Linked DNA regions of Mus musculus: regions 1, 2 and 3 are each linked to region 4. A link is a contact called in public promoter capture Hi-C data. All regions are on one chromosome and are shown on one strand. Each heading gives the region's core, a stretch centred on a gene start, on an enhancer-like site or on the middle of the called end of the contact. The rest is flanking DNA. Distances are from core to core; before and after follow the strand shown.

Evidence for each region. Promoter capture Hi-C pulls out the DNA fragments that hold promoters and counts their contacts.
Region 1: a contact with region 4 is called in a promoter capture Hi-C map of liver, with 4 times the contacts expected there. The contact joins the enhancer-like site here to the promoter of Mettl24 in region 4. A contact is called at or near these places in 9 of 39 promoter capture datasets (the 3T3-L1 cell line, 3T3-L1-derived adipocytes, cranial neural crest and 4 more), 2 of 115 datasets of contacts at active chromatin or transcription factors (embryonic basal ganglia and embryonic hindbrain) and 1 of 9 other capture datasets (adipose tissue).
Region 2: a contact with region 4 is called in a promoter capture Hi-C map of stem cell-derived epiblast-like cells, with 4 times the contacts expected there. The contact joins the promoter of Zbtb24 here to the promoter of Mettl24 in region 4. A contact is called at or near these places in 8 of 39 promoter capture datasets (the 3T3-L1 cell line, cranial neural crest, embryonic stem cells and 3 more) and 1 of 115 datasets of contacts at active chromatin or transcription factors (astrocytes).
Region 3: a promoter capture Hi-C map of stem cell-derived epiblast-like cells shows a contact between it and region 4, with 2.9 times the contacts expected there. The contact joins the promoter of Smpd2 here to the promoter of Mettl24 in region 4. A contact is called at or near these places in 3 of 39 promoter capture datasets (the SN4741 cell line, embryonic stem cells and stem cell-derived epiblast-like cells) and 1 of 115 datasets of contacts at active chromatin or transcription factors (embryonic stem cells).

What each region holds. Positions count from the first base shown.
Region 1 is chr10:41,259,342-41,262,041 of GRCm38.p6, forward strand. The region is part of intron 10 of Fig4 (FIG4 phosphoinositide 5-phosphatase); the gene reads right to left. Among named protein-coding and RNA genes, the nearest start is that of Fig4, 43 kb to the right of the region's middle. Within about 2 kb of position 1,395, at least 19 of the 459 cell types and tissues checked have an H3K27ac peak or open chromatin away from gene starts, as enhancers often do. A contact at or near this core is called in liver, where this site is marked.
Region 2 is chr10:41,448,918-41,451,617 of GRCm38.p6, forward strand. It overlaps Zbtb24 (zinc finger and BTB domain containing 24), which reads left to right and starts at 1,441. Exons shown (of 7, transcript NM_153398.3): 1 at 1,441-1,613; 2 at 2,172-2,700. The coding sequence starts at 2,203.
Region 3 is chr10:41,488,984-41,491,683 of GRCm38.p6, forward strand. Smpd2 (sphingomyelin phosphodiesterase 2, neutral) reads right to left here and starts at 1,357. Exons shown (of 10, transcript NM_009213.2): 1 at 1,000-1,357; 2 at 481-577; 3 at 292-368; 4 at 1-41. The coding sequence starts at 1,049. It overlaps Ppil6 (peptidylprolyl isomerase (cyclophilin)-like 6), which reads left to right and starts at 1,456. Exons shown (of 8, transcript NM_028430.1): 1 at 1,456-1,638. The coding sequence starts at 1,498.
Region 4 is chr10:40,681,970-40,684,669 of GRCm38.p6, forward strand. Mettl24 (methyltransferase like 24) reads left to right here and starts at 1,313. Exons shown (of 5, transcript NM_177793.3): 1 at 1,313-1,695. The coding sequence starts at 1,387.

The sequences.
Region 1 (2,700 bases), core at 145-2,644, 580 kb after region 4:
CTGCTTTCCAATTGTCACCAACTGGAAAATAACCATTGTGGAAACAAACAAGGGTATTTTTTTGCACAGCTGATAAAAAAAATAGAGAAATTATATAAGACATAAGAACAGAGAATTACCGATCATCCTGAGCATCAGCGGGCCCCAGAGAGGGGGTGCCCACAGAGGGAGGGACTCACAACAAGGCAGAGGGGCAAAGGAAAGCATGTTTCTTCTTGGCAACCTCACACAGTAGCCATGTGAGAGGCAGACACAGACATTCCTTGATGGTTTAACCACGACCTTCCTCCAAGTGAGGACAAGCAGCACCTGCTTCATCCTCTTCACAGAGTAGCTCATGACAGGGCCGAGGGTGTAGCCCAGGTAGCTCATGACAGGGCCGAGGGTGTAGCCCAGTGGCTGGGCTCTGGCCAGGCATGTGAGAGGTCCTAGGTTTGAACCTCATTATTAGCCAATCAAATGGAACCTTATCATTCCGTTGACTCTCTCTAAGAGGTGCACACAGATTGCAAGCATGTGCTAGCACAGAGACTCTCTTACATGCCTGTCATCCTGTCTCAGTCCTTGCTCTTAGGTTCACATTAAAAATCTTCATTAAGACATTTTCTTAGTAAACTCTAACATTGCTTCATTATTTTGTTAAAAAGCCACATATGAAAAGACTTTCCTGTTCTATGAAACAGTAACTTAATCTCTAATTGCTCTCTAGTTTGATTAATTGGAAAGCACAATTTAAATCCCCTTGCTAGTCTCAGTAAACACACAAAGTAAAAAAGCATGAGGGAATCAGAAAGCTGGGGAGAGAAAAGGCTGATCCCTGCAGCCCGCAGCAAACACAATATGCAGACAGCTGGTTTCTGTGCTGCCGTCTCCTGCAGCAAGCCCAGGGCTCCCTCCCCTTCCCTGGCCACTCCAAGGGAACCCAGCCTAGCTTTAGAATGGCACTACCCATAAAACTTCCCCTTAATGGAGACATCCTGAGGCACCAAACTCTAGCACGAGACATCCTCCCCTTTGTATCTCCAGAAACCAACACTCTTCCAGATAAACTACGAACTCTCCAGGTGCCTGTCCTTGAGACCTCAGAGAAATAACAAACTAAGGAGATTAGGGCCCTGCATTTAAATCATGGAGAAAAGGTAATCAGAGGTCACAGACAGTTACAACCTGCGATAAAATTAGTTCCTGATAACCCCACAGCAGACACTCATTAATCCCCCTCCCAGCTTCAGTTCCGATTACAGCCCTCCACTCCCCTTTTCTGTGAACTTTCAGGGGATTCCTAACTATACTATACATAAACCCAGTGCTTTCCACACTCAGACATTGTTTGTCAGCATTCACCCTGTGAGTGCAGTGCAGGACATGTGATCCGAGTTCAAACTAAAAGGCTCTTTTGCAAGTTGCAGCTGACTTCAAAGTTCTTGGGCTCATCTGGGTTTCCCTTGAACTCAGGGCATAACAACACCAGGAGACCAAAGTCCACCCTCAGAGTACTAGGACACTAGTAAGTCCTCTGGACTCACATTCTATAAGATCCATGCAATCCGACTGCACAGTGTAGATCATCAATGTGTCCACTTTTGGTTACTTCCAATTATCCTTCCTCATGCCTTAGACCCTGCCCCTCCACCCCCACCCCCACCCCCGCGCCTGCCTCTTTAACCACAAATACCCTATACCTTATGCAAGAGAGGGGGCTCTGGGGCTAGCTTTCCTGTCTCCACATGCTTGACCACCTTGTAAATAAATGTTTTTGTAAAACTCACTTCAAACTACACTGGCTGATGATAGGGAGGCAAACCAGGCTGGGTTCAGTTACAGGCATTAAGTAACATTTTTAATGTACATAATTAACACAGAATTCCATGAAGTATAGATATTCAGGGCTCCATTTACAAGAAGTTTTCAATTATACTCTGTAAGGCAGGAACAAGATCCACTCATCTAGAGGTAGGTATTTGTTCCACTAATAGACCATCACTCTCTGCTTTGCTGTTAATTTGCTTCTATACTACTAATCTATACTTACTGGAGAAGCACTCATACTTATCACAGTTTGTACAATCCCAGGGACTGAAACCTGGGCCTCACACGTGCTCACCAGTGCTCTAACACTGAGACACATCCACCCCTGGCCTCCTTGTACTCAGGGACAGGGTCTCACTAAGCTGCTCAAGCTAGACTAAAATTCACTCTGCAGCATAGGTAGGCCTTAAACTTGTGATCCCCCTGCCTCTGCTTCTTGAATAACTGGAATGATAGGCCTGTACTACCAGGCCTAGCAGCAGATGAACAAATGTTTTCATTAAAGTTTTCTACCTTAATTTTCAAACTGTGTACATTACTGCTACTTTTCAATGTTGAAAGTTATAGATTATCCATTTCCAACTTATATTACCCCAAGCAGCCAGGGAATGAGACATGAATATACAACTTCTGCATTCATGAAGACAGTTGTGAAGCAGTCCTTGGCTGCATGTGATCACAGAAACCGAAAGGACACAACTGCTTCGTTCTCTCCCTCATCTCCCTTGGTTTGTTTGTTTGCTTCCTTACTAAGCTAACATTTGCTAAGCAACCTCTCAGAATAATCTCACATGCACTATATTGCTGGCCACTGCTGTGTATTATGTATATTAATATACATAATATAGTAAAACCTTTATATTGATGTTTTCAAGGTCTTCTTAGCCACTA
Region 2 (2,700 bases), core at 191-2,690, 770 kb after region 4:
TGACAGTCTTCCTCAGAGTGGTTCCTGGTGACCAGCTCCGAGTGACACTCTTACCGATAACCAGTTTCTCCTTTAAATAGCAGCTTATTCGATAAATTTGATCTAGTTTTGGCTCTGTGGAGTTTTTATTGCATTGTTTTTACTGCAATTCTTTCAGCAGAAAACCAAACAAAAACCTATGTGAAAGCAAAGTTGAAAGACTGACCCTTGTTCTTTCTGTCTTTTTATCATTATTATCATTATCATTATTATTATTATTTTCCTCTCGGTGCTGAGGGCAGAATCCAGAACCCAGTGCTCTATCACTGAACAAAATCCCCAATCCCACAACCACCCTTGTTCCTTCTGGAGTGCAGAAGTCAAGCAAAGCTCTCCTGGCATCCCACTCGGACGCCCACATATCTGACCGATTTCGAGGGAGCTCTGGATAGAGTGCACTAGATAACTCTGTAAAGATAAGGGGGAAACCACAGAGCTCATACCTGTGTGGTATGAGCTGCTTTTGTGAGACCCCAACTTAGAGCGTTTCTCCCTGGAAGGTAAAGCCCCTAGACGTTCCCCAAGCTTGTTTTCCCTGATCTCTAATGCGGAGACACTTAGGGAGACACTTCGTCCTCAGCTAGCTGATAATAAAACCTCTTGCAGTTTGCATCAGGTGTGGTTTTCTCTCGGGACACTGGGGTGCTGGCCAGCTCATCCCGGGACTTGAGCGGAGGCCCAGCTTTGGGGGTCTTACACTTTTAATAAAAACTAGTAAGAAAGAAAGAGTCCGGCTGGTAATTCCATCTTTAGTTTCCAAATTGTGGGCAATATAGATGGCAAATTTATAATCTGGAAGTGGACAAAGTAGAGATAATTAGGTACACGCGATGCATAAACGCTGAGCGGAAGCTGCTGGCACAGTTGGAGTAGGTCCGGAACGAATCTGAGCGGGACTTAGGAGCATTGGTCCGGAACACAGAGCCACAGCAGATCCTACCCAGGTTTTTATTTAGAGAACTCTCCCATACCCATAGGTCTCAGAGGGAGCGACACTGTCCTGAGACAACTGAAACCCTCAATAGTCTCTCAGAAGTGCCATAAATCTAAATAAAAACAGCGGTCGTTTCGGTCTTTTTAGCCAAGCCAAGCACTTACTAAGCTCATTCTAACCGTACCAGGTAGGTTAACACCTCCATTTTATGGATAAACACAGAGCTGAGGATGAGTAACTTGGGAAGGAAAGCGAGGAAGAGGATTCATTCAGGAGGTAAATATCTGCTGATTGAAGCCACCGCCGTCTTTATGCTCAGCATCTAATCAGCGGATGTGGTGTCTACTGAGGTCTAAAGGAAACTCAGCGGGGTAACTGGAGGTAAATTTCCGCAGATTGGCAGGTTTCCGCACCAGACCCTCCCTTTCCGGATTCCACAGCAAAGCCCGCCCTCGGGGCGGGGCTCCGGGGTCACGTGATGCTACGGCCCTTGTGCGCGCTTCCGGGTTGACAGACGCCGGGAGTCCGGAGCTACAGCGTAGTGGTGGCGGGGGCGGGGACCGGCGACAGGCCCGGTTAGTGCCCTCTGGGCAGCCGGGTGGGCTGACCGTAGCAAGTCCCTGCGGGGCGGCCCTGACAGGTAGGTCCGCGGCCGGTTGGTTCGGCCCGGGGCCTTGGGCCGCGGAACGTCCGCGGGACTCAGGCCCCAGGCCTGGGACGGAGCTCCGGGCGCCGCTGCTCAGAGCGGGGCCTCTGAATCCGCGCGTTATTTCACCGTAGATCTCCCTTGCGTGGGTTCGTTCCCATATTTCTCATATATGTTCCTATAGTCGAAACAGCTATTCCGTGTGTAGCATCGAGGCAGCACACCCCCAACTCCAACTTTGTGCCGCCACACTTTGAAAGTTTAATTACAAAGTTAACGGACCGGAGGGCCGTACAGACTTTTGAACCCGTTCTCTAATTTCCAGAGGAAATTCCCCACCGTAAGAGGTTATGTGGGTACTGGAGAGGCATCCAGCAGGGTAGCCGCAACAAGGGGAGGAACCCAAGGCTTGGCTTTCCAAGTAGAGTGTAGAAGGTGATAATGTAAAAAAAAAAAAAAAAAAAAAAAAAAAACTGGGTTGTGACAGCTGGAACACGAACAGTCTAGTTAGGCAATACTTCTTCCTAAATAAACATTGATTTTTTATTTCAGATTTAAGCCTCTTCAGAGTCTTCTGGAGAAAATGGCAGACACAACCCCGGAGCCTTGTGGGCAGCTTATGGTACACTCAGACACTCACAGTGACACTGTGCTGGCCAGTCTGGAGGATCAAAGGAAGAAGGGCTTTCTTTGTGATATTACTTTAATCGTGGAGAATGTGCATTTCCGAGCCCATAAAGCCTTGCTGGCCGCCAGTAGCGAGTATTTCTCAATGATGTTTGCGGAAGAGGGCGAGATTGGCCAGTCTATCTACATGCTGGAAGGCATGGTTGCAGACACCTTTGGCATCCTGCTGGAATTTATCTATACAGGTTATCTACATGCCAGTGAGAAAACGACAGAGCAGATCCTGGCTACTGCTCAGTTCTTAAAAGTCTATGACCTGGTAAAGGCATACGCAGACTTCCAGGATAACCATAGCGCCCCAAAGCCACCAGCTTTGAACTGCACTGGGACGCCAGTGGTGGTTATTTCCAATAAGAAGAACGATCCTCTGAAACGGAAACGGGGAAGACCAAGA
Region 3 (2,700 bases), core at 107-2,606, 810 kb after region 4:
GGTGTTTGGAGAACACACAGAGGCCACTGCCTATCATCCCGCTGAAAACCAACTCTTGCTTAATAACCAGAAGAGCAAGGAGGGGAGTACCCAGCCAGCCCTCTTCCCCTCCGCGGTCTCCCAGCTCTACTGCTAAGATCAACCCCAGAACAAAGCCTAAGACAGCAGCCCTTGCAAGATGAGGGTGACGGCCTGCTCTTCTCACACCCAGAGGAAGAAGATCGAGGGTGCAAGCAAGAATGTTGGAGAGCTTCCTCGTCTGAGAACAGGCTGAGAACACAGGCTTTTCACCTTCTGAAGTAGTGTGCATCTGGATAGGTGAGCGATAGCCTTTGCCTTAGGTACTGGAAGTCCTGCTCACTCCACACCTGAGGAAGAAGGTGAGGATACTTGCTTGGATTTCATCCCAGACAGAACAGTTTTCCTGCGCCGCCTGCCGCCTGCTGCCCTCCTCCAACCTAGCCTGCCCTACAACCTCACCTCCTCCAGGAGAGCCAGATCAAAGTTTTCCAAGTTCAGAAAGTCTCCCAAGCGCTTCATGCGGTCCGCCCTATGTTTGCTCAGGTAGGGGATGTCCCTAAAAGGGGTGGAGGACGCAGGGGGCAGAAGAGATGGGTCAGCAGTTCAATTTCCAGCAAGCACATGACAGCTTACAACTGTCTGTAACTCCAGTTCCAGAGAATCTGGCACCTTCACACAGACATACATACAGGCAAAACACCAAATGTACATAAAATAAAAGTAAATCATTTAAAAGGAAAGACATGGGCCAGGTTTGGGACGATTACTGCTGTCATCACCTCAGCTTTGGATGATAGGGACTTTGGTGATTGCTGCAACCACCCAAGCTCTGGTCTTTAGGCGATGTGGACTTTGGTGGTTCGGGAAGGACAGGGTCTAGCTCGGCTGAAGAAGACCTGCTTCCTTCCTAGGCATGTGCGAGAGGGGACTGGAAGGTGGCTCCGAGGCTGCAGCCCACGCCTGGGAGCACTTACTTACCAGCAGTTGAGATTGAAAACTCTCAGCCGTAGAGAAAAGTTGAGCTTCATGGCTGGAGTGCTTCGGAGCAAGGGCGGCGAGGCGGATTGCGCGCACAGGCTTATTGCCCTGTCCTGCGCTGCCCCGACCCAGGAACGCGAGCTGGTTGGGGGTGGGGGGCGACTCCTGCGTTACTGGGACAAAGGCCGTCCTTCCACCCGGAAAGAAGGTCGGCTGCAAATCCCGGGCTGGCTGCGCGAGGCCGCCGGCAGTCCTGGAAGGAATCTCGGGTGGACTGTTCCAGATTCTTAGGTCCTTCGGTGGGTTCTCCGCACCGCGGCCTACAGGTTCCTCCCTTGTTCCCGGCTCGGCTTCCACCAGCAACAGGCTTGAAGTTGATGCGAGGCCCCGCCCACGAACTCACTCAGGTCCCGCCCCTTGCGGGCGTTCGGGGAGGAGCCACGCGGTTGCCCTGGCGACTCGCACTATTTGTGTTCCGGGCTCTCTGCTGTCCCTGCCATGGCCACCCAGCAGCCGTGCCGGCCCAAGTCGAAGCCCCCAGCATGTCACGTGCGGTTGCCGCCCGAGCCGCCCCTGAAGCTGAAGGTGGTGGGGCTCTTCAAAAGCTCCAGCTTTCAGGTGTCAAAGACCATCGCTGAGGTAACCCCTCGCCCCAGACGCCGTGCGCACCTCAGCCCCCTGCCGCGGTGTCGCCTGCGCTGGCGGGCGGGGGTCCACGTTCTGTCCTAGGGCTGGATGGGGGCATAGAGAACAAATGCTGGTCGCAAGGAAGGGCGACCTGGAAGAGACTCGGAGCGCGAGCGAGCGTTCGCGGGGATCCGTATTGGGAAAATGGTAATTTCGGAACACCTATGCATGGAAATGCTAGTTCACGTGAAATTTTTTATTGGATTATGGATTTACAAAATTCAAAATTACGGGAAAATATTCAAAAGCTCCAGCTTTCAGGACCATCGCTGAGGTAACCCGGTGCCCCAGATACCACCTCAGCCTCCCCGCCTCTAGTTTAAAAAAAAAAAAGAAAAGAAAAGAAAAAAACACTTGTGATTTTTTTTAGTACTTTAATTTTGGAAGGGCCTTTCCTTTATAATTTCTGTAGTTGTTTCTGCATTTTAGCAGAATCAGATACTTTTCAGATTTTTAAGAGATGTCCCAGAAGTGCTGTGAAGAATCCAAGTATGAATTTGTAAACATGTAGAATGATATTTTATGCACCAGGAAACAAACAAATGTAGCCAGGTCAATCATGCCGCAGCACGCCTGCTACCTGGAAACAGGAAAAAACCTGGGGGGTACGGTGGTGAAATACACGCAGCCCTGAGCCAGCAACTAGTTTGTTTGTGCTTGTTTTTTCCAGCTGGAGAGCAAGGGCAGTAGAATTCACCCTCAGAACACACACACACACACACACACACACACACACACACACACCCTTGCTTGCTCTAGCATCCAGAGTGAAAGTGCTGTCTTGTGTGTGTGTTGGAAGATGAAGGCTTAGTGCTTGTGTTTGTTTCTTTATTGGGTTTTTTTTTTTTTTTTGGTATTTTTGAGACATGAACCAGTGTCTTACAGCTAAAGTGGCCTTCCTTCCTTCCTCCCTTCTCTCTCTCTCTCTCTCTCTCTCTCTCTCTCTCTCTCTTTCTTGTTTGACTCTCTTAAGACATTAATATTTCCTGTGGTTGTTCCACACTGCAGGCAAAG
Region 4 (2,700 bases), core at 63-2,562:
AGTTCTGTGACTGTGGGGAAACAGGTTTAATGCTCTCTGACAAAGAATAATTCTGCCAAAAAGGAATGGGAATCTCAGAGAGCAGAGCTCCCTATGGAAAATCCCAACATTCAAATGAGGAGGTGGCCAGACTTCATTCTAGATCTCTGTTGTCCGTGTCGCAGGCTAGGGAGAGAGACAACCTACATAGAAGCATGGAAAATATATCCATATGTGTGTGTATGTGTGTGTGATGTGTATGTGTGCTTGTGTGTGTGTGTAATGTGCATGTATGTATGCTTGTGTGTGTGTGTGTGTGTGTGTATGTGTGCGTGTGTGTATGTGTGTGTGCGTGCATGTGTGTGTTGGGGGTGGGTATCTGGCCATGGTTTAAAAAAAACAAAAGAATCCCAAAGAACCTGAATGTAAATCTAGAAATCAATGTCACCCTAAACAGGTGGAGGGAAAGAATCCTAACAAAAGTGGGATACCAACCCCATTTGTGAGTCCAAACTATGAGCATCTAGATTTCTTTAATTAAGGTCAAGGTGACAATGGCAATCCCGGCTAGGGAGCGTTTTGCCCAGAGATAAATATGTCCCTCTGCATTTCTGCCAGGCAGCAGGGAGGTGTGTGTTTGGAGCTAAATTAATTTGATTTCCAGCACTCCATGGTAACTTCTGTTCCCTCTTTCCCGCTGTCAGATGTCTTCGCTGGCTGTCTCCCTTCCCTTCACCCCCACACATTTCATAACACCGAGGGAGAAAGCATGGGCTGGCTTCGGGCAGAATTTAGAAACTGAATAACTAATTTGATTCTTCTGCACGGAGTGCTATTCTCTCCTCTGTACGGAGTGCTATTCTCTCTCTCTCTCTCTCTCTCTCTCTCTCTCTCTCTCTCTCTCTCTCTCTCTCTCTCTCTCTCTCCCCTTGAGGGAGAGAAGTTGTAAACCTGAGCATAAGTATGATTATTTTTATATCATGCTTAGTGGCAAAAACTGCTTGACAACTTTTTCTTTGGGGCCAAACCTGGCGGCTCACCTCTCCTCTTTCCTTGTGTCTAATACTAACACCAACAAATGAAGTCAAAGCTCAGGCGCCCCGGAGGAACGTGCTCTATTCTGACTCTGGCTCTCCCCACTAGCCAGACTTTACAGGCTGGTCACACCTAAGGACACCCAGCCCTGTTATGGCAGCCTGGGTGCACGCCTAGCCCACCGCCCCTCGCTCTTCCTGCTGCGGCTGGGCAGGATAAGGTTACGCCGGGGCCTCCCCGGTCGCAGGGAAGAAGGCGGGCCGCTGGGGAGTTGCCACAGTTGTCAGCCCGGTCCGTTGGGAACGCTTCTCTGCAGGCGGCTGGGAGCTGAGGGTGGGACCCAGAGCACAGCCGGAGGTCGAGGTCCCCGCCATGGCCACTGTCAAGCCTCCCGGGCGTGGTTGTGGAGCCCTGCCCCGGTGGCTGCTCGGTGCCGCGCTGCTTCTGGGCCTACGGCTTTGCATGGAGTTGCGCCACGCGGGCTCGGGACCCCCGGGCCGCGGCGATTCCCCAGGGCCACCCCGGACACACCTACTGTCGGCGCCCGGCTCCCCACGCGGAGCCAGAAGGAGGCAGGTGACCTACGTGCGCAGTGGGCGCCGAGTGCTGCCCCGGGGTGGCGGGAGCACGACGTCCCCAGAGCCGAGCTGCTGTGCCCAGGGCGGGCTTCTCCGCAGGAAGGTCAGTTGCAAACCATGCAGACATGGACCTTGGAGTTGAGCCTGCACCCAGATGGCGCTAGGGAGCCTTCTGCTCAGGCCACTGGGACCTCAAGACTCTTCTATTTCCTTCTAGCTGAGCTCTCCCTGGAACTTTCTGTAGTCTCACTCAGTATCCCTATAGAATGAAGTGGAATTGAGCAGGGATCATGCAAATTCAACTAACGTTTGCTGAGCGCCTACTGTGGCAGACCTCCTTCTAGGAAAGGAGCACCAAGCAACCACACCCATTTCAGCAAGGGAGGGGGCGCTGAAAGGGAAGGAGGCATGGCTTGCCATTGTGTTTTCCCCACCCAGGCCTGGACAAAACCGGATGGGTAGACACTATGAAAGGCTCATCCAGGTGATGGTCAAGATCTGCCTTCCAGTAGCATCCAGACACCGCCCCCTTCACCCACTCCGACCCCAGAGTCCCTACCCAGCAGTGGGAACTGGCACCGGGTGAGAAGCCAAACCCATAGCACCACTTAGTGGGAAATAATCGGATGCTCCAGGGCCAGATCCTTGCCTTGTTAACTTCCCGCACTTCATTGAGTAGGTCAGTTTAAACCTCTGGTTGTTGAAGCCTCACCTTACACCTTCTTTTGGGAGCTCTGTGGTACCTAGGACTGAAAAGATTAGGAATTGGATATATGAGCTTGCCACATCCTTACACCTGCCACTCTTGCTTCCAACTGCGGTGCCATCCTCCGAAGCAAGGCTGGCTGTGCTGCCTGGAGTCGGGTTTTTCTTGATGGCATCTGAGCACCCAGCCCCCACCTGCGAGCTGGCCCCTGCATTTACCAGCCTGCTCTTCCTTTGGCTCCTCTACTCTAACACCCCCACTACTTTCAGTGATTTTCTTCCCCCACTTTTATATGCCCTGCGCTCAGTCTTCCCACATGGCATTGCTTAACAGGCAATTCTCTTATGTTCTGGGACGCACACAGCTCTTTTTTCTGTCTCCGAAATGCACCTCCTATATAAA